Regions from separate parts of the Mus musculus genome. Here region 1 is linked to region 2. A link is a contact called in public Hi-C data. All regions are on one chromosome and are shown on one strand. The core of a region is the stretch at or near the end of the contact, and the rest is flanking DNA. Distances in the headings are between cores, read along the strand shown. Region 1 holds the start of Lyar (Ly1 antibody reactive clone). Region 2 holds the start of Dnajc2 (DnaJ heat shock protein family (Hsp40) member C2).

Region 1 (7,655 bases), core at 600-3,099, about 16 Mb after region 2:
TAAATTATAGTTTGGATATGAAGTATTTCCAAAAAGATGATAAGAGTTCAAGACTTAGTCCTCAGTGCAGGAGGAGAGTTCAAATGCGAGGCTCACAAGGGCGTGATTTTCCTCACTAGGATGAACCACTGACAAGTTCACAGCTGACTGAACTATTAGGGGGCTCAGCCTAGCCGGCAAACGCAACCGTCTTTACATGGTAAAGACATGGCTCACATCTCCTTCGCTGATTGCTATAGCTCTGACACCTGCAAGTGTCTGGCGCCTCACAGGTGCTCAGCATGTAGTTTGAGAATAGAGCGACCCTGTGGAACTAGAGAACTGTACGGTTCCTTCTAGTTCTGTAAGCTAAAATTGAAACCAAGAATATGATAGCAGAAAGATCACTGTGAAAGACATCAAACAATGCAAATACCATGGTGAGAAAGGCAAGGAGAAGTGGGGGGTGGGGAAAAGCTTGGATGAGGTAAATGAAGGGAAGAGGAGCCCACACCAGAATTTTAACCAAAAGGCTCCCACGGCAGAGTTTGGTGGGGTAATTCTGTCAGGCAGTTAACACTGGTGGATGATTTGTGGGAGGTTTGCCCTGAAGCTGTTTATATCAAGCTTTACAGGGGTCCTTAGGCGTTGTTAACTACTGTGCCTATCTTTATGCCTTTTTCTGAATGTATGTGCAGATATATGTGCATGTTTTGTGTAGACAAGGGTGCATATGTGTGGAGGCCAGAAGCCAGCCTCAGGCATTGTTCCTCAGGAGTCGTCCACCTTGTTTTTTTTTGAGAAAGGGTCTCTTACTGAGGTGTGAGGCTCACTGATTTCAGGAATCCACCTATCGCCACCTCCCCAGTGCTGGTGTTACAAGGGCATACCACCTAATGGGCTCTTTATGCATTCCGTTGCGTTCTCCAGAACCTCAGAATTTGAATACCTGTAGCAATTACACCCTTAAGAAGGCAACTGTATTTTAAAAATTAAAAAGAGCCTCTTCGGATGGGTTCTGTGGCAGAAATGCCTGAGCTGCGATGGCACAGAGGGAAGACTGTGTGGGGATACAGCAAGAGTGACCACCAGTAAGCCAGGACAGTCCTCTAAAGCAAGCAAACCCGATGACACCACATTCATGGCCCGCCGTCCTCTAGAAGTGTGAGAAACTAAAGCTCTCTCATCTGAACCACCTCATCTGTTGTCCCTTGCTTTAGGAGCCACAGCAAACAGGAGACGTCTCTGTCACCAACAAACGCCCACGCCTGGGTTGAGGTTTCTCACAATACTGTTCATAGCCTGCTGGACGTTCATTCAGTCATTTAAGCAACAGTGCCCACTAACGTATACCAGATGCTGTCTTTCCCACAGAGGCGCGCCCAGCACCTGCCGTGGTCCCGAGGAGTAGGCGCTGCAGTAATAGCATCCTACAGATGGAACACCATGGCACCTAGGATCACGCGGTGAGTGAGGCAGGGGGCGGCTTAGGGGCCCGGGGAAATAAGCGCCTCTCCTATCTCGGGGCGACGCAGACACCAAGAGCGGCGCAGACCGCAGCAAGGGTGACTGCAGGAAGGAGGAGGCCCGGCTCCGGTGCCCGGAGCTTAGCTTTGTGCTCCGCCGAGCCCCATCACACAGCGCTGCGAGTAAGCCGCGCGCACCCTACCCGCGCCAACCCACGGGAGTCGAGTGTCCCGGGCCGCCTTACCCGCGGAGGCCGCTCTCGCCCGGCCGCCTCCCTGACACCCTTTCTCGTCGCACTCTCGGTGTCAACTGCAGGACTCCAACCGCCTCGGAACCATTCCGACAACGCCCCCTCGGCAGCTCATCGGCAACTTCCGCCGCCGTCACTTCCGTCTGGGAGGGGCGTGGCCTCTGCGCGCACGCGCGTTGGCGCGCGCCGCCGGGATTGAGTTCTGCGCGGGGTGGCTGGGCGAGCCGGTGGCGGTGCTACGCTGGGTGGCTGCCGCTCCACGTGCTCCCGGCGGCCGGTTGAGACCGTTGGCGGGGTCGGCTGACAGGTGAGAACTGCTTGGAGCCCCGGGACATGGAGGAAGGGCGATGGTGGCATGGCTGCCTTCCTTGAGGACTCGCTCGCGGGCAAAACCTAGCCTTTTGAGTTCCTGGAGATATTGCATCCCGGTTTTTAGTCCGGCACTCGGGGCCGGCCAGATGGTACGGTTAGTCCTCAGCGCACAGGGCTTATAGACCTGCTGGCTGATGGGGAGAGGGCTTTTCTCTGAGGCTCGAGAACTAGGTCCGGAGGAAGGACCTTATGGCTCCTGGAGCTCAGAGGACCAAAGACCTAAGTGCCCGCGAACCCCCAAATATCGATCTAGATACAAGCTACTTAACCTAGTGGTGCCCAGCTCCACGTCTGTCCAAAAGGGATACCAGAGAATCTAATTTAGGGTGTGTGTGAAGTTTACAGGGGTAAAAGGCTTGGCGTATAGTGGTTGCTCAGCATGTGTCAGGATTTTTCCTGCAGCAGCTACCTCCTAGGAGATAGAGGTAAGAGAGATGATAGGGGTCTATGTGCCCGAAAGCCTAGCTTCTGCCCAGCGAAGCCCAGGGATATGAAGCCTGCTCAAATTGTGTCAAGAGTTTAGTGTCTACCGTAGTGCCTAACACCTGCAAGTTATTCATATGAAGCTGTGGTGAGGAGACTTGAACTGCCTCTACCGAAGCAGGGGCATGGCTTGGATTCTTTGAGCTTCAGTGGAAACATGTGGCCCACTCATAGTCTTCCCCTGGGGTCCCAAGAGGGTGGAGATATGTGCTGTTTTTTTATCTTTTAGTGTACCTGTGATTTCTAGGAATTCTGGAAGGAGCTTGTGCCTAGTTATAGTGGGCCGACTCCCTATTTCAGAGATGGGGAGAAATTGAAGTTTAAAGGGAGCAGTTGCCTGCCTGGCCTTTAAGATGGCCTGGTTTTAGGGCAAATATTGTCTCTGTGTGTACATGAGTTAAACAAGTGATAGTCCAGTCTGTAAAGTGCTTGACACACAAGCATGAGGACATGAATTTCCATGCCCAGAACCCAGGTTAAAAAGCAAGATGTGGTGACAGAACCCTGTGGCTCTCTATCCAGCTCGCTTAATAAACTCCCAGTGAGAGAGAGAGAGAGAGAGAGAGAGAGAGAGAGAGACAAGGTAGGGGGCTGGAGGCATGGCTCAGGGATTAAGAGTATTTGCTGTTCTTCCAGGGGACCTGAGTTCAGTTCTCAGCACCCAGAATCTAAGAGATCTATATTAGTCGGGGTTCTCTAGAATCACAGAACTTGTGGGATATCTACATATTAGGGGAATTTATTGTAATGACTTTTATAGTCTATAATCCAACTAACCTAACAATGTTAGCTATGAATGGGAAGCCCAAGAATCTAGAAGTTTCTCGGTCCCACAAGGCTGGGTGTTTTAGGTGGTCTTCTGTATATGCTGGAATCCTGAAGAAGTAGGTTCCAAGAGATGTGCTGGCAAGTAAGTGCAAGCAGGAGAAGAAGAGTGAGTCTTCCTTCTTCCAGTGTCCTTATGTGGGCCTCCAGCAGACGGAGTGCCCCAGATTAAAGGTGTGTACCACCGTGCCTGGATTTGGAACTTGCTCTGTCTGTCCCAGACTGGCCTTGAACTCAGAGATCTGCTTGCCTCAGTCTTCCTGGGTTTAAAGGTGTGCTACCTTGCCTGGGCCACTGTGCCTCAAGATGTCCATGTCAAAATCCAGGTCAGAAGCCTGTTTCTTCTGGATCATAGGTGTGCCCTCCATTTCTGTATTGTAGTTCATTCCAGATGTAGTCAAGTTGACAACCAGGACTAATCATCACAAGATCTGACGCTGCCTTCTGACCTCTAGGAGTATGGGCACACACTTAGAGGCTCAACGCTTATAATAAAATAAGTCTTTAGAAAAGGGAAGGTGGGCAACTCCTGAATTAGACCTCTGGCCTCCCCAAGTTGCTCTTGGTTTTAGTGTTTAATGGGAACCTAACAGGGCATTGCTGTCTTCGCTTAGCCCAGGATTCTGTCTCGTAGTCTGTGGCCTTTACACTTCTGATGCTCATAAGCCTGGCCTGAGACTTGAACCTCGCTGCATGGCCAGTTGTGCTGGCTTTCTGGTTCTGAGCCTTGCTGTCCTTTGTAGTATGTACTGCATACTTCTCATAAATGAACAGTGTTCTCTCCGAGCTGGAGATGCTGCACAGCCAAGGTGACCCTGGGCTTTCTCCCTCCCTCCCCCCATCTGAATAATCTCCTTACAAATCTTATCTCATTAGCCCTGCAGGTGGACACACTGATTCTCGTTTCTTGTCCAATAAATAGGTAGAAAACCAGTTGAGCATGACTCCAGAGTGGTGATCAGTTGAACATATGACCTGATTCCAGCCTTCTCCTGAGTTGGTGTTCACACTGTGCCATGGGGAGCTGTTTTTCATAGTTGCTGCAGGCATGTCTTTTGCCATATCGCTTTGTTGATTGCTGTATCTTGTTTCTTGGGCTTTAATTCTGGTCTTTCCCAACGACAGACCCGTGGATTCCCAAGGTTTACTCAAGCCTGCCCTCTCCTCTCAAGCTTGACCAGAAACAGCAGTCGTCAGCCGCAGAGGTTGAAAGCTCTAAGTTAGTAGGTGTTTTCTTCATTGTCCTCCTTGCAGAAGCGATTCCTGATTTTTCAGTGGATCCTTTAGCTAATCACAGCAACTGTTCCCTGTGCTATGATGGCAGTCCGTTTCTTGATATCCAATTAGCTGACTTTTTTCTTGTTCTTACGTAAATGTATAAGGATGTCCAGACTAGGTGGCAGTAGGCTCTTGTTCTTGCTTGTGCGGTGGAACTGCTGCCCTTGCTGCCTAGCATTTATTTACCTCCATCCGCCTTGTGCAAAATGATAGTAAATATTTTAGAAGCCAGGCTGTGGTAAACATTAAGCATGGTTCCAGATCCAGAAGTGTGACACATGTCTTTAAAAAACAGGCTAGACAACAGTACTTGGATAGCCTAGAGTGGTCCTATCTACCCCAGTTTGCCTTTGGTGCCAGGCTGTAGCTGCCCACATGCCTGCCCTTGCTAATCAGCTCTGTTCACAAGCTGAGGAGGAGGGCACAGGACATCAGTGTCGAGGACCTGTGATTTGTATCTAAGGTGAACCAGTTGTGCCCTAAAGGACAGGAGGCCTTTGTACACAAGGATGGACATTTCCATTCAGGACTCAATGGAAGAAAACCATCCTGCTCTTGCTTTGGTTTGGCGTGACCTCACTGGCTTGTGTCAGAGGGGCGATGGTGATTTATGCTTGAAATCACTGTAAACAAAGTGCAGCCCGTTGGTGCTGAGTTCTTACATGAAGTAGAGAAGCAAGTCCTATGTGTTTACTTAATCCTCAACCTTCATTTCATACTGAGGAAAAGAGTTCTGCGCTAAGTGGCTGTATTTGGGCTGAATGAAGCCCATTTTATAAGAACAGGACTGCTCTCTTAGAGTCTGATGACTAGAAGGCTATGTAAGCATGGAAAGTTACCATGATATTCGTAACACTTTAGGAATCTGATAGAGTATGGTAGCATGCATGCAGTGTGTGTGTGTTGGGGGGGGGTGCCTGTGCAGATGCCCTCCATGCTGGGTGCACTTGGTGAGGCTGGCACACCTGGGTATGGAGCTCCTGCGATGGGTTCCTTTTCTTCCTCCCTGACATGCATGAGCCCTAATGAAACATGTTTGTTGGACCTTGTCCACTGAGGCCAAGGGGCTGTCTTTCACCTGTGACCCATTGTGCATGTAGGAATCGTTTCTACAAGGCCATGACATCATTTCCCAAGTAAGTTGTTGTGAGGGCTTAGTTGGTTAGTGCCAGTACATATTCCTGTTTCACGCTGAGAACTTGGCTGGTTTTTCTGCCATTGATAGAAGTATGTTACTTCTCGGAGATCACTGGTAAACTTTGAGCTTGCCCTTTTGTTGTGAAATTCACTTATTGGGAGGAGTTTAGGCTTATTATAATCATCTTTATCTTCTTTTTTAGGGCAAGAGTTCAAACCTATATCAGAAAATTTCTAATTATTTAACCAAAAATGGTATTTTTTACATGCAATGCATGTGGTGAATCCGTGAAGAAAATACAAGTGGAAAAGCATGTGTCTAACTGCAGAAACTGTGAATGTCTTTCCTGCATTGACTGTGGGAAAGATTTCTGGTAAGTTCTGATAATTCCTGAAGATCTGGGTATAGAAATCCAGACCCCACAAAGCTTAGGGGAATACTGGAGCAAAATGAAGGCAGACACTGAGTAGGTTGAAAATAATTTAAATCCAGCCAGGTGATGGTGGCTCACACCTTTAATCCCAGCCCTTGGGAGGCAGAGGCAGGCAGATTTCTGAGTTTGAGGACAGCCTGGTCTATAGAGTGAGTTCCAGGACAGCCAGGGCTATACAGAGAAACCCTGTCTCGAAAAAAACAAAATAAATAAATAAATAAATCCGCTTTTCTTTCCCAGCTCTGACTCCCAGATTTGTGACTCAGAGACTAATTATTTATTATTAAATGCCTAGGCCATAAGCTTTGGCTCACTCCCAGACTAGCTGATAACTTATTTAACCCATTCAAACTATTCCGTGTCTATCATTTGGTTAGTTACCTCTCCTTCAGGAAACCTTATGGTTTGTTGACAAAGCTTGGTGTGATTCTTCTCGGAGTACCCTTTAGTTTTAAGGACTTGTTAAAGAGAAGACCAAAGGGACAGTATCCTATTGGTTAGAGAATTGTGGGCTAGCAAGGTGGCACAGTGGGTTTTAAAGCCCGTGCCCTACTAACTTGACCACCTAAGTTCCATCCTCAGGACCCAAGGTGGAAGAGAGCTGAGTCCCCAAATTGTTCTCTCACTTCTGTGTGTACTCTGTGGCACTTAGAACACACACACTTTTGAGGGCCTGTAGCAGAAGGGAATAAGGTTCAGTGGCAGAGCTCTTGCCTGGTGAGCATGAGGCCCTAGATTCATTCCCAGCACCATTAAAAACAAACCATGTTTTTAGAGCTAATGTGGCCATTGTGCTTCCTAGCTGGTGTATACTTCCACTGTTACCCAGTGTGAGGCAGTGAGCACTCAGGAGAAGGGGAGGGTGGAGCTTTGATGTTTTGTCAGCCCATTGCTCTGAAAAAAGAAGCAAATAAGCTGGAAAACAAATAGGCTAAGAGTTAGGCTGTCTGTGCAGTTGGCCAGGTGTGGAAAGTCTTTGAGAGCCACTAGCATGCTGTCAGCCTAGTGACCAGCCCTGGGTCCCTCTGCAGGGGTGATGACTACAAAAGCCATGTGAAGTGCATCAGTGAAGGTCAGAAGTACGGAGGCAAAGGCTATGAAGCCAAGACACACAAAGGTGATGCAAAACAGCAGGCATGGATTCAGGTAAGGGTCCCTCCCATCCTACTGCTCATCCCTACCTGCTTCCTCCTGGGGGCTCAGCAGATGGGAGTCCCTGAGACAGCACGTCTTAGAGTGCAGCAGAAGTGTCAGAACATCAGGAAAGATAAAATTGTGCTGCATTTATATCTGGTTCGTGTTTGCTCTCAAGATATCTGAGGGTTCCTGCTAACTTCCTTTTGGCTGTAAACAAAATCAAAGTGTACAGGTACACTTGGCAGTGGTAGAGGTCCTATAGCTTAGCCGTGTCAGCCTGTCACAGCTGAACA
Region 2 (6,640 bases), core at 1,228-3,727:
TCCTGTTTTAAAGATCTGCTGGAGTTTGTTGTCTGCTTTTTAAAAGATAGGGCTTTATGTAGCCCAGGCTAGTCTCTAACTGCTGTGTAGTCAAGGCCTTTGAACTTCTAACTTTCCCATCTCCATTTCTCAAGTCCTCCGTTTATAGGTGCACATCACCATTCCCAGAGACATTACTTTTCGCTGTGAAGGCTTGCTTGACAGCTATGGCTGAAACAGCATACTATGGGCTTAGCAATTAAGAGCTTACTTATGACTATCATGTTGAACTGCCTTAAAATACAGGGTACTAATGGGAAACTAGGAATGCAGCCTAAGTTTGATGCTCTGAATGAGCGAAAGCTCTGCATAGCAAATACCTTCCAATCTTTGGGATCAAGTGTTTTCAGCATGGGGAATTCTTCTAACTGTAACTCTTCATCTTCTGATTCCTCTGACAACTCTTTCTTATCTTCCAGTTCCTGAAAAGATGTAGAAGCATTTCTGTTTCTCCTCTTAACAAAAGCTTCAAACCATCTTCCCACAGGTTCAACTTGACAGACTGAAGAGGCTGTGAGGGAGAACAGTAAGACTTAATTTATTGCATGGAACACATCTATTTCAAGGCCACACAGTTTCTTAGGGAGAGCAGAACAATGATGTCAGAATATAATTTTAAAACCACCAACTATAAAAATCCCAGTTGCACCCTGGGTAACAAATTATCATTGGTAACATCTTTTTATTCCAGCAGTCTCTTCCAGTTGATGTGCCACTAAGGTTGATGAGGTGAGCTCAATGCCCAGAACCCATATGAAGGTAGGAGAGACCTGACTCCATGGACTTTTCTTCTGATCTCTGCACACATGCTGTGTGGCACTCAAAAACACTTGATCAGTTATTTTTTTTAAGCATAAGAAAATAATTTCAGCAGCTAATCAATATTTTCCTGATGATGTGAGAAGGGAAGGCAAGAAACGAGTAATAGTAATAAAAAAAATGATAAAAAGCTACCAAAAAACAAAGACTGCACACTCATGCGATCTTAATTATTAACAGATTAGCTATTAAAATGGTTAATAATTCTAAGGATTCTCTAACAATAATCTGTTGAAATAGACAATTTTCCAAGCCAATGCTGAGAACTCATTACCGTTTCTATGTCTTAATAACACAGGCTGGATGTAAACCCAGAATTTCAGGGCTTTAATCTAGAACTGTAAATTTCTTGAAACAGATTGAATCATTTCAGGATGGAAACAATACCTATCTCACCCAGTTCCTAGAATATTCGAATGCAGTTTTAAAGCTTTAAACTGTTGTAGAGAAAGTAACATGGAATAAATAACTGTAGATATGTATAACAGAAATTAAAAAATGGTAATCTGTGTCAGGAAAAAAGATCATAATTTTAATTTCTTAAGAAATCAAAGGGCAATTTTCTGGTGCACAATTTGTGGGCATCATTTTCTAAGACCCTTTCTTTTTCACGTTTTAACTGGCTTATGATATTAAGATTTCCTCCACCTAACACAGGAGAGGAGTCAAACGCGAAAATGAACCGGCTGAGTAGCGGGGGCGTGGCTTTCAAAACCGTGTCTTGGAAGCCTTTCCCTCACTACAGGATTACCGCGACACACAAACGCAACACGTGCCATGGGAAACATTTAAAAATTATATTCAACAAGTGCCCACGGTAAGCGGCTATGGGAATTAATGTAGATCATTAAAATGAGAGACCCGACACTTGAAATACTTTCTGGCGTGCAGGGCTATAAACCAAAACCCCTACAGCAGGAGGCTAAGTTGTGCTTTTAACCATCCTTGGTGTACGCCAAGCTGTCCAGGAGCATTCACAGGGGGCTTCCAACGGAATGAGGAAGTTCTGAGTTCCGACAAGCAAAATACACAGCCGGGAGCAAAGGTGGAGGCGAAGGGCTGAACAGCGTTTACAAGGCTTTGTATCTCTCCCGGCACGCGGGTGCGTGCAGCGGGGTCGCTCCGCCGTGGGCAGGGGGGGTGCCTTAGGGGGCCTTTCGGGGTACAGGAGGGCTCGGTCCTCAGCTGTTCAGCCCGCTCCGTGAGTCAGCAGCCTCACCAGGATGAAGGAACCACAGGTGCACAAGGAAGACGCCCCCACCCTCCTTTCCGAGAAACCGGGGACACTTCAAATTACAGCACTGAGCAGCAGGGGCTCGTCACAGTCCCCCGAGTCCCGGAGCAGATTGCCGGGGTCAAGGCTACCGAGCCAGGGGTTGCTAGGGACAGGGCTGGGGCAGGGGCGCCCGAGGCAGGGCGGAAACTGGGTTGGTGGGCACGTACCGGAGGTCAGAGCGTGGGTGATGGCGGTGCCCTGGCCCTCCGCGGCGCTCGGCAGGAGCAGCATGCTGGTTGGGGCTGGTCCCGCGGACGCCGCGGCTCACGGCCGGCAGGCAGGGCCCTCCGCGTCCGCACTACCTGTGGTCTGAGCCTCGCGCCTAGGCTTTACGCCCCGGAGCCGGCGCATGGAGACGACCAGTGAGCACTTCCGGGATGGGGCTCGCACGGCGCGGCCGCCAACCCCACCCCCACGGCCTCGCGCCAATGCGCGCGGCCGCCTACTTCCTCTGTGACTCTAAACCGACCGGAGACCAAGGAGCTCGAAGGAACAGTTCCTAGACGCATCAGTTCCTACGTGAAAAGGATTGTTTTGGTTTTTGTTTTGTTTTTTTGTTTGTTTTTTCACGTGAGAGCAAGACGGAGGAAATAATTTTGAAAAAGAACTTCACTCACTTTTGTCACCCAGGCCGGCCTCTAACTTGTGAATATCCTGTTTAAATCTCCCAAGTGCTGAGCTACCACCAATCTCTAGGTACCTCATAAAAGTGGAATCATATAACTATATATCATTGTATTGTTATATTAATAATGTTATATATTATAACATTGTCTCTATGTGAGCGGTGTATTCACTAGTATAATGGTCACAGAATTTATTTTTTTAAGGCCAAATAATACTATATTCCCATAACCACATTTTTGTTTACCCATCTTATGTATTTGGGTACTTGGGTTATTCTTCATTTGGCCTTTGCTAATGCAGCTATAAATAGGGCTGTACACGGATCTCTTTGAAATCCTATTTCCAACTTTTTGGCATTTGATATTTAGCAGTAGGATAACTAGTTTATATAGATTTTATTTTAGTTATTTTCAGTTTTTCGCAAGCACTGCAGTATTTTACACCAACAGTGTAAACAGCATCTATTTTTTTTTTCAACATCCGGTCAAACTTTCTTTTTAAACATAATAGTGATCCATGGGTCGGTCATGGTGGCGCACAGCCTTTGTCGCAGCAGATACCTCTAAGTTCTCAGACAGCCTGATCTGTTGCTAGATAGCCAGGACCACGCAGAGCCAGTCTTAAGAAGGAGAGAGAGAAAGAGAGAGGGGAAGGAGGAGGAGAAGGAGGAGGAGGAGGAGGAGGAGGAGGAGGAGGAGGAACCATCCTAAAGAGAATGACGTGCTTTTGATTTTAACATCCTTTCATGCGTCCGTTTATTGGCATTTGTGTATCTCCTCTAGAGAAATATGTCCAAATTCTTTACCTACTTTCCTTCCCTCTATCTTTTAATCTTCCCTCCTCCTTTCCTGTCATAACAACCAGATTCCTTTCTTGTTGTGGATCTTTGTATAACCTGGATACACACTCCCTAACAGAAATGCATTATCTTTATTCAATTTGTAGATCTAGCCACCAATTAACTGCGTCCAAACTGCCAGGCATTCTACAAGGCCTGCTCTGTAGCGCCTTTCCAGTCTTGCGAGGCAAACTATTTAGAGATGAAATAAACTACCCGCCTATGTGTATTATTTACTAGTGACTAAATCACGATTTTAGGTCATCAACTGAGCTAGGGCTAATCTTGGACGTTCCTATTCGGGTATCTAAAAAAGACTGGAGTTGTGAGGGAGCGGGGTGAACACGCGTTTCCTTCCACCAGACAACCCTTCCTCCCGTCAGCCGTGCGTGCAGTCCCCAGATGTCCAGGGAACCGGCGCCCGGGCGCGGAGCTACTTCCGGTGGGGAAGAGAAAGGGAAGACACCAGCGGAAGCGGGAAAGGTGCTGTGTAATCACCGAGACGCGGAGGCACTTGCGGCTTCTAAAATGCCGGATTACCTAGGTGCGGACCAGCGGAAAACCAAAGAGGAGGAGAAGGACGACAAGCCCATCCGAGGTGAGAGGACACGGGCCGGGAGCGGCCGGCGCTGGCACCGCAGAGGCGCAGGATTCCCGCCGCCTCGGTGCCCTGCCGGCCTTAGATCCGAGCGGTGACCGCTCTGGGCCGCAGCCCCGTCTGTCTGTCTGTCTGCCTCACGTCCGCCCCCTCGAATATTTTACCAGGCGCTGAGGTTCTGTATCTCCTGAAGTCTTGCAGGTCTTCAAAAAGTGGCCAGCCAGGTGGGCTGTGAATTCTACCTCCCGGCCCTGTTCCCTCCTTCCCAGTTGTAGCAGCTTGGCTACAGATTGTCACTGTGTAGCGACAATCCTGAAACACGATGGTACAAGAGAGATAGAAGAGATAAACTCTCATCTTGACCCCATGATTCCAGCCACGAAGTGAATTGCCATTTTACTCTTTTTTTTCTAGATATTTTTAACAAGACTCGAGTGTGTCTGTCATAATGTGTCTTGCTGTATATCAGCATCTTGAATTTAGAGATTTCGTGATAGCAAGTGCTGTTCCCTCCATGTGCTTATTGTCCTATGTTGTGGTAGTACAATAACATTTAATTATTGGTGGAGATTTCGATTGTTAACAGTTCACAAATGACCGTGTTATAGAACCTATCACATGGAAGTTACAGGCTAAATTCTAGAAGCAGGGGTATCATTATTGCCAAATGACTCCCACAGAGACTAGGCTTGTTGACATTTTTTTTCACTCATGTATGATATGTAGTCAAAATTTGGATGTAATCTTCATCCCCACACCTTTTTTAGTTTTTTCCCCCACTCCCCTCTTTTTTGCTCTTGTTTTGTTTTGTTTGTTTTGTTTTGTTTTTTACCATTTTTAGCTTTATCTTCATACTTAGTTTTAAATTTCTTTTACCTTAAGAACTATTTTTCAATGTTGCTGTGTCTCGCTCTTCCCTTTCTTAACAACTTCAACTCTCCTAGCACCTATCCTTCACCATTTATGCTGCTTCTCTCAGAGAAAGCATTTTTATCTTCACTGACTCTGCCACATGACTTAAACGTGTTTTACACCGTTGAGAGTTTCAGGAACTCCGGCCCTATTGGAAAACTTAGTCAGAAAGTTTGTATGTCATCTGTTTATACTAACCTATGTCTTTCTCTGGATGTAATAATTTTGCAGTTCAAGTATGACTAAAGTGTGTTGGATTTTAAGTGCATCTTATATGATCTTTACAGAAACATTGTGAAGGTAAAGTTCTCTTTGTGTTAGATGATGAAATGAATGCTGGAGAAATGAAATGGATTGCCTAAGGTAACCTTGTAGCTATGACTTATTCTTACCTAGCCATGAGGTTGCTGCAGTTTCAAGCCTCATGATCTTTTGTCCCCTGTCTTGGTTCTGTGGCATCCTTTTAAATGGGAGTTTGATACCCTGGGATCACCTGACTCCTGGTGACTGTCATCCCAGTCTAATGACGCTTAGATTCACTCCATTTTCACTTCTAAAGTGGCAAACTTCCCATCATACTTTATGCTCTTCCTTTTTAACTCTGGGAACTTCATTGTTTCATATCTCTTTCTGCGTATAGGCTATCCACATTATTCAAACCATTTCAACCTTATCTATCAATTTACTTCAACTCAGGCTTTGGGTTCACCCGGCCCCTCCTGCTGATTGTTCGTGCTGTTGACTGCACTTGGCCAGAGTCTCATCCTCTTCCTCAAGCCCTCAGTTTAGCTCCTGTGCTCCTGGCTGATGGATGGATGACCTTTCTCCTTTTCCTCAAGAGTTCTCTTCTGCGTTACCTCTCACTCAGTTCTGCCTCAGAGGACTCAGTGCCAGTCTCTGTCAAGTCTAACCTCATGTCTGTTCCTGGTCTTACCTCTCCTTCTCCCCTGGGACTCAGTCACTACTCCAGTGTGTGTTCCTATAGAATTTTCTCCTTTTGTTTCTCTAAATATACTAATATCTACTTTGTCTTAAAAGCATACATTTGAGAAAACCTATTATCTCTTTTCTATCTACAACCCATTTTCCTCATTGTCTCCTCTCCCTCCCTGCCGTCTTTCCTCTCTTTTTCTCCCCCTCCCTCCCCTCTGTCCTTTCTTTCTTTCCTTCTCTCTCCCTCTTCCACTCCCTTCCTTTCTTCCTTTCCCTCTCTCCCTTCCTTTCCTTCTTTCTCTTGCCTAGACAGCTGAAAGAATGAAGTCGGTATTAGGAGGACCTAGATGTATGTCTTGGTGCTGATTCTTACTAACTGGCCATGTGATAACAAAGAAGTCACCTAAGTGTTCTCTCCAGTGTAGTTTGGAAGCAATTATGTATGTGGGATGTAGTATACATCCGTTGTCTCTAATCACTGTAATTCACACAGTGACTTGAACAGATGGTGACTTCTGTTGCCCTGACTGCAGCTGCTTTGCTAGGCAACCTTACTAAGCTTCTCTAGCTGAGCTTTACTGCTTGTCTTCTTTGCTGC

What was found. Hi-C and Micro-C count contacts between places; a contact is called where the count stands out from the background.
Region 1: a Hi-C map of myeloid progenitors shows a contact between it and region 2, with 15 times the contacts expected there. The contact joins the promoter of Lyar here to the promoter of Dnajc2 in region 2. A contact is called at or near these places in 2 of 484 Hi-C or Micro-C datasets (CD4 T cells and myeloid progenitors).

The regions. Positions count from the first base shown.
Region 1 is chr5:38,218,633-38,226,287 of GRCm38.p6, forward strand. It overlaps Lyar (Ly1 antibody reactive clone), which reads left to right and starts at 1,850. Exons shown (of 9, transcript NM_025281.3): 1 at 1,850-2,003; 2 at 5,995-6,165; 3 at 7,257-7,371. The coding sequence starts at 6,044. It overlaps Zbtb49 (zinc finger and BTB domain containing 49), which reads right to left and starts at 1,822. Exons shown (of 8, transcript NM_029162.3): 1 at 1,691-1,822.
Region 2 is chr5:21,782,688-21,789,327 of GRCm38.p6, forward strand. Dnajc2 (DnaJ heat shock protein family (Hsp40) member C2) reads right to left here and starts at 2,478. Exons shown (of 17, transcript NM_009584.4): 1 at 2,302-2,478; 2 at 360-550. The coding sequence starts at 2,365. It overlaps Psmc2 (proteasome (prosome, macropain) 26S subunit, ATPase 2), which reads left to right and starts at 4,060. Exons shown (of 12, transcript NM_001368661.1): 1 at 4,060-4,197. The coding sequence starts at 4,128.